Linked DNA regions of Sus scrofa: region 1 is linked to region 2. The links are chromatin contacts, called in public promoter capture Hi-C maps. All regions are on one chromosome and are shown on one strand. Each heading gives the region's core, a stretch centred on a gene start, on an enhancer-like site or on the middle of the called end of the contact. The rest is flanking DNA. Distances are from core to core; before and after follow the strand shown. Region 1 holds the start of YEATS4 (YEATS domain-containing protein 4). Region 2 holds the start of MDM2 (MDM2 proto-oncogene).

What was found. Promoter capture Hi-C pulls out the DNA fragments that hold promoters and counts their contacts.
Region 1: a promoter capture Hi-C map of liver shows a contact between it and region 2, with 2.3 times the contacts expected there. The contact joins the promoter of YEATS4 here to the promoter of MDM2 in region 2. A contact is called at or near these places in 1 of 5 promoter capture datasets (liver), 1 of 47 Hi-C or Micro-C datasets (brain) and 1 of 2 datasets of contacts at active chromatin or transcription factors (alveolar macrophages).

Annotation. Positions count from the first base shown.
Region 1 is chr5:33,621,111-33,628,115 of Sscrofa11.1, forward strand. It overlaps YEATS4 (YEATS domain-containing protein 4), which reads left to right and starts at 5,706. Exons shown (of 7, transcript XM_021091975.1): 1 at 5,706-5,982. The coding sequence starts at 5,932.
Region 2 is chr5:33,100,421-33,107,275 of Sscrofa11.1, forward strand. MDM2 (MDM2 proto-oncogene) reads left to right here and starts at 5,298. Exons shown (of 11, transcript NM_001105303.1): 1 at 5,298-5,653; 2 at 6,387-6,471. The coding sequence starts at 6,391.

The DNA of each region.
Region 1 (7,005 bases), core at 4,456-6,955, 520 kb after region 2:
AAATACCAAGGAAGTGATGCTGAGCAGTGATGCTGTGCTCTTCTCTTACATCCTCTCAGGTGGCATGTGGTTTGGAAATGTTCTGTTACTGATGATGTTCACGTCGATCTTTTGATTAAAGTGATATCTGCAAGTCACCTCCTCTGTGAAGTATTTGGGAGAGGGTAAGGTACTTGGAGACTATTCCTCATTAAATTTTCAATTTATGCGTTTCCTTATCATATCAGTATGTACCCCTGGCTTCCTACTTTATTCAAATTATAATGAGTTCTCCATTACTGTCATTTATTTCGATGCTCACACTGTCCCTTATTTGGCCACTAGAGCCCTTGCAAGCTAGCTTTTGTGTCATTTTGACATGTCCCAATCACTCTTTGAACACTTTTTTGTTTTCTGCCACGAGATGTCTTCAGGCTCACTTTGTTCTTTTCCTTTTTAAGCCTGGAACCAGCTATTGCTCCAAAGAGCCCTTACTCTTCATAATGGATAATGGCATTTAAAAAACAAACTCTGGGAGTTCCCGTCATGGCGCAGTGGTTAACGAATCCGACTAGGAACCATGAGGTTGCGGGTTCAGTCCCTGCCCTTGCTCAGTGGGTTAAGGATCTGGCGTTGCCGTGAGCTGTGGTGTAGGTTGCAGACGCGGCTCGGATCCCACGTTGCTGTGCTCTGGCGTAGGCTGGTGGCTACAGCTCTGATTTAGACCCCTAGCCCGGGAACCTCCATATGCCTCGGGAGCGGCCCAAGAAATAGCAAAAAGACAAAAAAATAAAAAATAAAAAAAAAAATAAAAAACAAACTCTGGGCACTAGTGTCACTGTTTCCAGGCCCCATAGAAGATATACATAGTTACATAATATTTGTCTCTATGCCCATCTATTTAAATTGAACTCACATAATATCTCCAATTCTTTTTTTTTTTTTTAATATCTCCAATTCTAATCCCACACCACAAGGTTCATTCTAGTTTGCTCCTTTTTCATGTTGGTAACCCCTTTCTATGACAGTGAGAAACCTGGCATTCATTATCCTTAATATCCTTAAATTGTAGCCTTAGTACACACATGTATTTGATCATTTGCCTGTATGTGACTAATTTCCCAACACTGCCACACCATTGAGTAGATGCTTTCCCCTCATTGGGCCACCCCTTCTTCCACATCTGGACACCATCTCTACTATATGACATCTCTGACACACCATGCTGGACCAGTCTCCTTATAGGAAGGAAGGCAGAAATTTTTTATTCTTGTTTACACCGTACTCCAAATACCTAGAACAGCATCTGTAACCTGATACATGCTTAATAAATACCAGTTGATTGAATTAATCTCTCTCTGATTATTTAATATATCCCCCGTGTTGAGCATTCTGAGATTTTTTTTACTCTCCGAGTCCACTGAAGAAGCACAGCTGCCTCTGAGATTCCACAGTCGGTCTCAAATCTATGTGCATGTAATGCATAGGCCAACCATGGGAGGGCAGCAGAGGGCCCCAACACAAGTGCTGCCTCAGGCTTCAACATTCTGGGGCAATTTTGATATGAATAAACAGGAAAGAATATGGGTTTAATCATATCAGGATATCTTGAGGTTATTAAAAATGAGTCAAGGTAGGGGAAGGGGGATTGAAGGTGACAGCTCAGATATAGAGATGCGATATATCCAAGAAGCACCAGGATAGCCCCACAACGAGGGCTGACAGAAGAAACACCAGACATTAGCAAAAGTTGGCTAAAGAGGAAAAGCAATGTTTGTCGGAGATTTTGCTTAGTGTTTTTAATAAATATATCTTACTTATGCCTGTTATTTTGATGCAATCAAGTTCCCAAACCAAATTTTGACCCTTATTTTGTGAGGAAAAAAAAATCAATATTTGATCATTTTTGAAAAGAAACTCAATTCCTATGTTGCTTAGTTTTACCCAGGATATTATTTGAAATGCAGAGTGATGTTCCAGATGATAACTGAGCTCTTCATGTGACACTAATTTTAACTAAGCCCCAAGCACTCTTCTTGCACTTCCATTCAGTAAACTCATTTTAAAAATGTTTCCTGGAGTTCCCGTCGTGGCGCAGTGGTTAACGAATCCGACTAGGAACCATGAGGTTGCGGGTTCGGTCCCTGCCCTTGCTCAGTGGGTTAAGGATCTGGCGTTGCCGTGAGCTGTGGTGTAGGTTGCAGACGCGGCTCGGATGCTGCGTTGCTGTGGCTCTGGCGTAGGCTGGCGGCCGCAGCTCCGATTCGACCCCTAGCCTGGGAACCTCCATATGCCGCAGGAGCGGCCCAAGAAATAGCAAAAATAAATAAATAAATAAATAAAAATAAAAATGTTTCTTAGGGAGTTCCCATTGCGGCTCAGTGGAAAGAAATCTGACTGGTGTCCATGAGGACTCAGGTCTGATGTCTGGCCTTGCTCAGTGGGTTAAGGATCCAGCGTTGCTGTGGCTGTGCTGTAGGACAGCGGCTACAGCTCCAATTCCACCCCCTAGCCTGGGAACCTCCATATGCGGGGGGTGTAGCCCTAAAAAGACAAAAACCAATTTTTTCTTAGAAGTTGGCTAAAAGGAATTACTAGAAGTTATAATCAGGAGTGACTAATATCATCATAGATAATGTTTTTGTTAAGCACATGTCTATTATGCAAATTATATTCGAAATAATTTTTGATTTTTACAAGGTTATAAATTCTGTTTATAGAGTCAGATAGTTCTACAAGTTTTGTATGAAAGATGTAACTCTCCATTTCTCCTCCTTCACATGCAACAATTTTCTACTCTTTTTAGCTTGGTGTTAAGAATTTTATATTTACTCCCAAGCTTTTAAGTATTTGGCTTATATTTCTCTATCTTGACTTTAAGATATTGATTCCCTCTGAGTAAGCTGGGATTAAGTTCTGTTTCTTCCTCCCCCCATCTCCATCACACATGGCACCTTTCCCCCAAATCCATCCTTCCAATGTAATTATATATACTTTTTTAGATCAACACTGAGTATTCACTAGCCATAAATACAATTACCTTTTCCTCTTATACAAGATTTTATTTTCCCTAGAGCTAATAATTGCATGAGTCTTAAATTGGCTTTTCTGGGTATTTATCGTTAGTTCAGCTCTCAAACTCAAGGTCCTTTTTTTTCTTTGAGGTATGATTGATGTACAATGTTATATGTTTCAAGTGTACAACATAATGATTCACAATTTTTAAAGGTTATATTTCATTTATAGTTATTATAAAATATTGTATATATCCCCTGTGTTGTACAATACATCCTTGTGGCTTATGTATTTTATACTTAGTAGCTTAGACCTCTTATTCCCCACTGCTATCCAGGTTGTCCTATTTAAATCTCCTCTCAGATCTTCAGACACAGCTAGAAAATTCACCAGTCTCATCTTTCTGAGTTTTTTTTTCATTTCCACTACAATAGTTTTAATTTGCAGCAGCTCTCATTCTCTGAATATCCTTTTTTTCCCTTGTTTTGTGTCATGTTTATTATTATTTTATCTGTATATAGTATTAATAATCATTTGGGTTTCTTTTGGTTTTAGTTGACTTCTCTATATTTCCTCTGATCTGCCACTTTGCTTGTTTATTTTGGATTATATCTTTCATATTAGAGGCGTTTCTCAGTTATTTGGTAATCATTGGTTAAATTTAGGACTGGAAAACTAAAAAAATAATTTGACATTCCAAGGGTCTCTGTGGATTTGACCACATGCACTTTGCAGAAGGACGATCAAGTTGGCTGAGTCAGTTTTGTTGAGGATCCTTAGATCTCTCCTCTCAGGCTGGTCAGATTTTCCAGAGAAGCCTCTTTCTACTTCTCTACTAGGAAACAAAGGCCTGGTTGTCAACATTTTAAGAGTTAAGTGAGAGACAAAGGTCTTAGTACCTGGTACGTGTTTGGTTAATCTACCTATTTTCTGTATGGTGTTCCTCTCTCAACTCTGGTGATCCTCAATGCAGAGACCCTGCTTTAACCCTGTCCTATCCCTTGGGAGTAAATAAGGGATAATTGCTCAGGTCTAAGGACCTAAATATTTCTTAAACAGAGTCCCAGTTTTTCGTTGCTGTTGTTGATTTGTTTTTTGCTTTCTTGCTAGTTCCTCTTCTCCTCTTCCCTCCCCTTACTTTCAGAGATCCCTACAACCACAAATTCTTGAGGCTTTTAGGGGGTTTCTGCAGTGTGAACGGGTAGCTTATTACCTCTGACTGCTCAGCTCTCCAAGCTGCCCTCCAGATACCACTTGCCTTTTGTATTCCAGATTTCAAGATATTGTTTCTCCCATTCTCCCCATCCTTAGAGGATTATGCCTTTTGGAAAATCTCTTGACTTATTTTAAAGGAGTTTTGGGAAAAGGTAAAAGATATGTATTCAATCCATTAACTTTCCCCAAAAGTTATCAATGTGTTTTACATATTTGATTAATTTTATTTTATTAAATGTTATTCTGCCTTAAAAAATACTTAGGGTAAAAATTTTTTTATTTCCTTTTTAAAATTTTTAAGCAAAGAATTAAAATTTCCTTGAGAAACAGGAGGAAAACAGAAATAGGAAAGATGGAGAGATCATTTTAAAGAGCAAATTTGGGTTTCAGAGATCACATTCTGAAAGCCATGATTTGAGAAAGGTGAAGTTCAGGAGAGGGAATAGAAGACAAAAAATCCTGTATTATGTTGTGAAGGATGTTGTTTGACAGCGTGCTTTAATAAGACCTCACTGATTTCAACCACCTTTGGGGGAAAAAAAAAAAAAGCATGTGGAAACAATGGAAATGTTGACAGCCTGTTCAAAATCGACTTTAAAAGATAATTCAGAGATAGAGCCATGCAGGATTAAAGATGTGTTTGGTTGGGTTTTGGTAGGAAAGATTTAAGTTTGTTTAACACTTCTTAAGAAAAAAAGCCAAAGAAAAAAGACTTAAGATACAGGGTGGAGTGGAGATAGTTAATAAGGCAAAATCCTTGAGAAAGGGAAAGAGAATGAGATGGAGATTAGAGACGAAGGAGTGATTTCAAACTGGAAGAAAACTGCCCCTTGAACAGAAAAGAAAGGAAGGGAGGGTGGATATTGGACAAATCAAAGCTTGTGTTTAGGTCTGGTGTCATCGCGTTCCGCTTTCTCTGTGAAATAAGATGCAAAGTTATCTGATCAGAATGAGAGGGTTGGTGTTAAGGTAGGAAGCTTGAGGAGCCTAAGGAAAAGTTTAGGATAGCTTCTAGTTTAAAATAAAAGAAAAAGAACATCTGACCAGCACCTACTACTTTGAATTAGAGATAATTTAGCACTTCACTAACCTGCAAAGTAGTTAGTACCACATAAAGGTACAGGGTGGAGAGGCTTGTGCCATCCGAGAATCTAAACAGAGTAGAAAAGGAAAGAGAGGAAGGATGGAGTAAATAAAAGAAATTAATGGTTCATGCACGGAAGGCAGAGAGGACTGGACGAACACAACTAAAAACTGTGGGTGGGCGAGATTTCATGAATTTAATTTCAGAACTCTAATGTTCTGGCGATGGCAAAGCACTGCCTCGATAAGAATGTTCCTCTGTCCTTACGAAGCTAGGTGGTCTGGGACGGCGACAGAGTGCATGGAGATTTCCCGGATCCTCTAACCCGGACAACCAGAACCCCCGCGCGCCGCGGGAAAGGGCAGCGGCCCGGCGCGTGCGCAGTGTGCACGACCTCCTCGCGCCTGCGCACGCGGTTCCGCTCTCCACCCGCACCGGGCTGAATGGGCTTCCGGGACGCCGCCCGCCGTGAGGAGTTGGCGGATCCTCAGCGCCCCGAGCCCCTGTGACTCGCCCTCCTTCGGTCAGAAACCCTCCTCCCGGGCCCGCGCGGGAGGAGCGGGACCTCTGAGGGGAGCGGCGAGCCCGCCGGCCCCGGTCTCTTTCCCTGGCGGAGGCGGCTTCTTCCGTAGGACAATATGTTCAAGAGAATGGCCGAATTTGGGCCTGACTCCGGCGGGAGAGTGAAGGTCAGTGCGCGGCCCGCGCCTACCCTCCGGGATGGCTCTCTCGCCCCGGCTCCTCCCAGCGCGACCGGGGGAGGGCCCGCTTGTTCCCTCTCGCGCCTTCTCGCCTCGGGCGGGAACCACGGTTTCCGGGCGGACGGCGAGTCCAGGCCCCCGAGGGATAACCGTGGTTTCATTGGGCCCCAGCTGAACGCGTCACCGCCACCCTCCCGTCCCCGCCAAGAAACAAACTTAGTCAGTGGTCAGGCGGGAGAGCTGGACACTGTTGCCGGGAAACAAGCCCGGGGTAGGAGGCCCTGGATTGCTGCTCCTTCACTGACAGCCTGGGTCAGCTGTATAGGGCGGGGTGGGAGGGGTGTGGGGGTGGGTACCACCTATTTTGAGGATAATAACTATAACAAATATTTCATACGCACTTGCTTTGCTAAGTAAGCACGGTGGAGAAACGCTTTACCCGATTCTCTGATTCAGCCCCTACACCAACCTTACAGAGGCAGTATTACCCCCAGTATTTACAAGTGCGGTAAGCGAAGAATTGGGGAATAGAAAAATTAAGAACACTTATCTAAGTTCATGGTGTTCTTAAAGCTCCAGAGGTGTGGCCGAGATACTAATCAAGGTATGCAGAGAACATAACACTGCCTGGCACATAGGGACCATTCAGTACGGGCTAGCGTCTTAGTTTTTAATTCAAGTTATCATAAAGCCTACGGTGATGTTTGATACTGGACACATTTCCTTTCCACTCTCCTACATCTTTTGGCACGTTAATTTTTTATGACAGACGAACTGGTTCCTGATATATATATTTTTACCCCTTCTGTTTTTGTTTGTTTGTTTTAATGGTGTTACTCCTACTTATGGAAGTTCCTGGGCCAGGGGTGGAATCCCAGCAGAAGCTGTGGCAACGACTTTAACCCACTGCCTGGAGCTGAGGATTGAACGCTTGCCTCCGAATCTACCCAAGCAGTTGAATTCTTTTTTTTTTTTTTTTTTTGTCTTTTTGCCATTTTCTTGGGCCGCTCC
Region 2 (6,855 bases), core at 4,048-6,547:
GCAATTTCTTAAAATAAGACCACAGTGAAGTTTACCATATTGCTGAGTCTCCCTGAACGTTTTCTCTATGGCATGCAGTGCTGCTGGATAGTATTTTACCCGCAACAGAACTTCTTTCAAAGTTGAAGTCAATCCTGTCAAACTCTGCCTCTACTTTATTCACCAAGTTTGTGTAATATTCTAAATTCTTTGTTATCATTTCCACAGTCTTCACAGCATCTTCACCAGGAGTAGATACCATTTCAAGTAACCACCGTCTTTGTTGGTCCATAAGAACCAACTCCTCCTCTGTCAAGTTCTATCATGAGATTGCAGCAATTCGGTCACAACTTTGGGCTCCACTTTTATTTTTATTTTATTTTATTTTATTTTATTTTATTTTATTTTATTTTATTTTATTTTATTTTATATTTTTGTCCTTTTGCCATTTCTTGGGCCACTCCTCTGGCATATGGAGGTTCCCAGACTAGGCGTCAAATCGGAGCTGTAGCCACCACCCTACGCCAGAGCCACGGCAACATGGGATCCAAGCCGCATCTGCAACCTACACCACAGCTCACAGCAATGCCAGATCGTTAACCCACTGAGCAAGGCCAGGAATCGAACCCGAAACCTCATGGTTCCTAGTTGGATTCATTAACCACTGAGGCACGACAGGAACTCCTGGGCTCCACTTTTAATTCTAGTTCTTTTGTTATTTCCACCATATCACCAGTTACTTCATCCACTGAAGTCTTGAACCTCTCAAGGTCATCCATGAGAGTTGAAATTAACTTCTTCCAAACTCTTGTTAATGTTGATATTTTAACCTTGTCTTATGACTCATTAATATTCTTTTTTTTTTTTCTTTTTAGGGCCACACCTGTGGCATATGGAAGTTCTTAGGCCAGGGGTTGAATTGGAGCTGCAGCTGCTGGCCTACACCACAGCCACAGCAATGCCAGGTCTGAGCCACATCTGAGATTTACACCACAGCTTATGGCAACACCGGATCCCTAACCCACTGAGCAGGGCCAAGGATTGAACCCACATCCTTATGGATACTAGTTGGGCTTGTTACCACTGAGCCACAACCAGAACTCCACGAATGTTCTTAATGGCATCTAGAATGGTGAATTCTTTCCAAAAGATTTTCAATTGGCTTTGCCCAGATTCATCATGAGGATTTCACTATCTATGGAAGCTATAGCTTTATGAAATGCAGGGTTTTTTTTTGTTTTTTTTTTTGTTTTGTCTTTACTAGGGCCACACCCGAGGCACGTGGAGGGTCCCAGGCTAGTGTCTAATTGGAGCTGTAGCCACCAGCCTACGCCAGAGCCACAGCAATGTGGGATCCAAGCCACGTCTGTGACCTATAGGACAGGTCATGGCAATGCCAGATCCTTAACCCACTGAGCAAGGCCAGGGATTGAACCACAACCTCATGGTTCCTAGTCGGATTCGTTAACCACTGAGTCACAACAGGAACTCCTATGAAATGTAGTTCTTAAATAATGATTTGAAAGTAAAAATGACTCCTTGATCCATGGACTGCATGCAGGATGGATGTTGTGTTAGCAGGCATGGAAACAGCATGAATCTGATTGTACATCTCCATCAGAGTTCTTAGGTGACCAGGTGCTTCGTCAATAAGCAGTAGTGTTTGGAAAGGAATCTTTTTTTCTGAGCAGCAGCTCTCAACAGTGGGCTGAAAATATTTAGTAAACCAATTTTGTGCCTTTTTAGGGCCACACCTGCAGTTTATGGACATTCCTGGTCTAGGGGTCCAATTGGAGCTACCGCTGCAGGCCTACACCACAGCCTTGGCAACACTGGATCCTTAACCCACTGAGTGAGGCCAGGGATCAAACACACATCTTCATGGATACTGGTTGGGTTCTTAACCTGCTGAGCCACAATGTGAACTCCTCAGTAAACCATTCTGTAAGCAGACGTGCTGTCATCTAGGCACTGCTGTTCCCTTTATAGAGCACAAGCAGAGTAGATGAGCATAAATCTGAAGGAGTCTAGGAATCTTGGAATGGTAAATGAGAATTGGCTTCAAATTCAGGTCAACAGCTGCATAATAACTCCTAGCAAGAGATCCAGCCTGTCCTTTGAAGCTTCGAAGGCAGGCATTGGCTTCTCCTCTCTGGCTATGAAAGTCCTAGATGGCATCTTCTTCCAATAGAATGCTGTCTTGTCTGTGCTGAAAAATCTGTTGTTTGGTGTAATTACCTTCATTAATGATCTTAGCTAGATCTTCTGGATAACTTGTTGGAATGTCTGCATCAGCACTTGCTGCTTCACCTTGCACTTTTATATTTTGGAGATGGTTTCTTTCCTTCAACCTCAGGAACTAACCTCTGCCAGCCTCAAACTTTTCTTCTGCAACTTTTTTTTTTTTTGGTCTTTTTAGGGCCGCACCCTCGGCATATAGAAGTTCCCAGACTAGGGGTCTAATTGGAGTTGTAGCTGCCAGCCTATGCCACAGCCACAGCAACAGGGGATCCAAGCCGCGTCTGCGGCCTCCACCACAGCTCACGGCAACGCTGGATCCTTAATCTACTGAGCGAGGCCAGGGATTGAACCACATCTTCATGGATAGTAGTCAGATTTGTTTCCCCTGAACCACAACGGGAACGCCTCATCAGGTTTTTTAAGCATGGAGCCAGCCATGACTTTGATAGTTCTGTCTCCTGCCTGCACTTCAATTCCACATTTTCTACCACTGAACTCTTTGTTCTGTGGTTCATCATCCAAAACTCAGCAACTTGCTCAACTTTTCATTTCCTCCAGACTTTTGGTCAGCAATATCATTATTCTCTTTGGCTAGAAATTTAGTGTCATCCTGCCAGGTTTTGGGACAGCAGAGTATGACCCCTTGTTCACCCATAGGGGCCTTGGGAAGTGCTTGGTACTCTCAGTAAATTTTCACTATCAGTTCCTTGAAAGATAGATTTCTTGCCTCATCCATCTCTTCCCCCAACACTCTAAATCCCATCACTCTTCCTTCATTTCTGCCTTTCATTTCTGGTTTCCTTAGAAAAGGACTAATCCTATCCATTCTGTCCTTTGTTTCTCCTCTACTAATTCTGCCAAGAGGATTTTTTCAAAACAGGGCCAAAGAGAAGGGGGAAAGTTGGTCCAGAGGAGGCTGGCCAGACTTCTTATAAATTTGCTCATGGTGGTGCCGTTAACAACAGTTTCAAGCAATTTTACCTGCATATATCCTCCCCCTCTGTCCACTGCCTACACTGTCCAAAGCCCAGATTCCTTTGCTTGACTTTTCTTTCTTTTTTTTTGCTTTTTAGGGCCATACCTGCCGCATATGGAAGTTGTTCCCCGGTTAGGAGTCAAATCAGAGCCACAGCTGCAGGCCTACACCACAGCCACAGCAGTGTGGGATCCGAGCTGCGTCTGCAACCTACACCACAGCTCACGGCATGGCCGGATCCCCCACCCACTGAGCAAAGCCAGGGATCGAACCTGCATCCTCATGGATACTAGTCGGATTCATTTCTGCTGCACCACAACAGGAACGCCTCCTTTGCTTGAAATTTAAGGAACCTCAATTTCTTATTTTTTTTTTTCTTTTTCTTGGTTTTTATGCAAGTCAAACTTACTTCCTCTTTTTCAAACAGCCCTTTACTTTTTTGCTTCTGGACTTTTTGGGTAATATTTTTCTTGTGCCTGGAATATTCTCCTCTGTCTTAAATTGTCTTACTATCCTTCAAGGCACAAGATATTGTCTGATTCTCTCTGAGACTCTTGTGAACTGCCCAGATATTTGCTGAGCAACTCTGTTTTTGAAATCGTATAGCACATAACTAACTGCTCCTTCCAAGTTGCATAATTTATCTTTTCATGCTATTTTCTCCATTTCTTGAGATTTTCTTTTATCCTGCGGCAAGCATACCCTTTTACAACCAGAAACCTCACTATATTTGATCTGATATTTTTTTGAGCTAAACCAGATCCCTGAAGATAAGATTAGCAATTAAATTAATCAATTAAGTGACCACTATGTTTAAGGAAGATTCCTTTCTAGTAGGCTAGGGCATGGAAGAAGGGAAAGATACACTATTTTTAATGGCCCCACCCCCAGCATATGAAATTCCCCTGCCAGGGATTGAATCAGAGCTAGCCATAGCTGTGGCATCCCAGGATCTTTTAACTCACTTGGGCAAAGGGTGGGGGCATTGAACCCGAGCCTGGGCAGAGACCACAGCTGCTGTAGTCAGACTCTTAACCCATGTGCCATAGAGGGAACTCCAGGAAAGATAATTTTATTAAACAATTCCTCCTTCATAAAGAACTCACTTTTTCCTGGCCCAAAAAGAAGCTGTTCTTTGCAGTGACTGCTTTTTGGGTTGTACCAGCTCAATTCTCGTGTCCTGGCTCATTTCGGAGACTGCTACACCTATGTGCCAAAAGTGGCAAGTAAGTGAGTCAGTACTGAGTGCCTAATATATAAATAGATTTTTTTTTTTTTGCTTTTTAGGACCACATCTGTGGCATATAGATGTTCCCAGGTTAGGGGTCGAATGGGAGCTGCTGCAGCTGCCGGCCTACACCACAGCCACAGCAATGCCAAATCTGAGCCACCTCTTTGATCTACACCACAGCTCAAGGCAATGCTGGATCCTTAACCCACTGAGGCCAGGGATTGAACCTGCATCCTCATGGATAATAGGTTTGGTATGGCTGAGCCAGCACAGGAACTCCTAAATGCCTAAATAGATATTTTTAATGGGAGTGAATGCATACATTATATAAACAAACCTAAATATTCTAAACGCTTAAAGTAGAAAGTGACCCTTCTTTATCTCCCGCCCCTTCTGTAACGGTAACCACGAGTCTTATTCCTCCGGCTAGAATATTGAATACATCCCTGAGCAAGCCCATATTGTGCTATTTTTAATCATACTTTTAAAAAAGTTTTGAAATAGGTCATTTTTATACAACTCCAGCAGCTGGCGGTGCGGGCTTAATATATCACACAGCTGTTAAATTTGGTTTCTTTTTCGGTAGCAGCACTTAGATACCCATCTGCCTGAGTTTCCACCGCAGTGGGGAGGTGTAAACACACGAAATACAAAAATAGCAGAAGGATAGTCTCAAGCTTGGCGCGCGGAACCAGGTGGTGGCGGGAAAGACCAGGGCGGAGCTCAACCCAAGGGAACTCGCCCCTCTCCAGCTGCCCAGGCCGAGCGCCGAGCTTCAGAACCGCCCCCTTCTCCAGGCAGCCCGCCCCAGCCCCGCCCTCAGTGGGCGGAGGCGGTGGAACCTTGACGCGCGCGCAAACGGCCGGATGGGCCGCGGCTTCCGGCGCGCTGGGCTCGGACAGTAGGGGGCGCGCAGCTGGCGCACTTCAGCCAGCTCGGCACCTTCTGGGGCCTGTGCGGCTCGGTGTGACTGGAAAGAAAATGGAGCAAGAAGCCTAGGCCGAGGGGTAGCCCTCACCCCTCTGATCGAGGTCCTGCCGCTTACGCCGCCAGGAGCCTCCTTCCCCGGACCTAGTGCGTTCGAGTGCCCCGGTGGCCTGGGCCTCGCGAGTGGAATGGTAGCCGAGGCCCAGGGCCTCGGGTTTCGGGGCACCCCGTGAAGGGAACTGGGGAACCTCGCGGGACTCCCCCCGACTCCAGGAGCGGAAAACCCCAGCGAGCTGCAGGTATCGACCTGGAAGCGTGTGGGCAGTTCTGGGTTTGCTCTGTGACTTGGGTCTTCCGACTCGCTCTCGTCCCTCGCCTCTGTCCGCACGGCGCCTTTGTGCATTTCGTGGTGGGGGGCTCGGGGCACGTGGGTGTGTGAAGGTTTTGTTGGAAGGGGCCGAGGACGGCGTCGCTGGGGAGGTGGGCGGGGTTTCGGGCCGGCGCTCCTAGCGGGCGGGGGGAGCGGGGGGGGGCTGGGAGGGGGGCTCCGCCGACAGCTGGGATAAAGGTCACGTGTGCGGGGGGCGCTGCCTGGCGGCCGGCAGCTTCCCGGCCGGGGGTCAAAGTAATGACAGGTGCCTGTTCGGTAGCTCGTATGAACCGGGAGCTGAGTCTGGGCGAGACTGGGCTGGTTCTGTGGGCAGGTTGACTCAGCTTTTCCTGTTGGGCTGGTCAAGTTCGGACAAGTTCCTAAGTCTGCAGTAGAAGGAGCTAAGCCCTGACTTGTCTCCAGTTGGGGCTATTTAAACCGTGCCTTTCCCCAGCTGTATTCAGTGGCTGTTGGAGAGCGATACCTGTGGTCTTCAACGCGTAGCAAGTACTTTATGCTGATCCAGGTGAGGACCCACTTGCTAAGGGCTTTACTTTGAGTAAAGCATTATGTGTCTCCTTTTTATATGATTTTTGTCTTTTTTCACAGGTGTTTCATTATTTCAAGTTTTTATCGTGTTTTTTTTTTTTCCCTATTCTTAGGCAAATGTGCAATACCAACATGTCTGTGTCCACTGATGGTGCTGTAAGCACCTCACAGATTCCAGCTTCGGAACAGGAGACCCTGGTTGGTATTTTTGTCTCCAGTGTAACGTCAAAAGTTTTTTTTTTTTAAATCTTATAAGGTGATTAGCTAAATTCCATAGACCCAATGACAGCCTGGCTCTTTAGGTAAAATTGCGGTACATTGCTTAAGTTCTGCCACTCAGGCATAGTTGTCAAGCAAAAGTTAACTGTCAGACTCAGTATTTATCTTCTTGGCTTTTTACCACACTGGATTTAGAAGTTAGTTTCATTACATTCTTAAGCATGGATGCTGAAGTTGTTTATTTTTTGAGGGATATTTTTTTTCTATTTTGACCTATCAGTATTTAACTTTTAAAATGGTTTCTAAAAGTCACAGAAATAATTCATGCTTGTGAAGATACAGGCATTACAGGAAAGTGCAGTG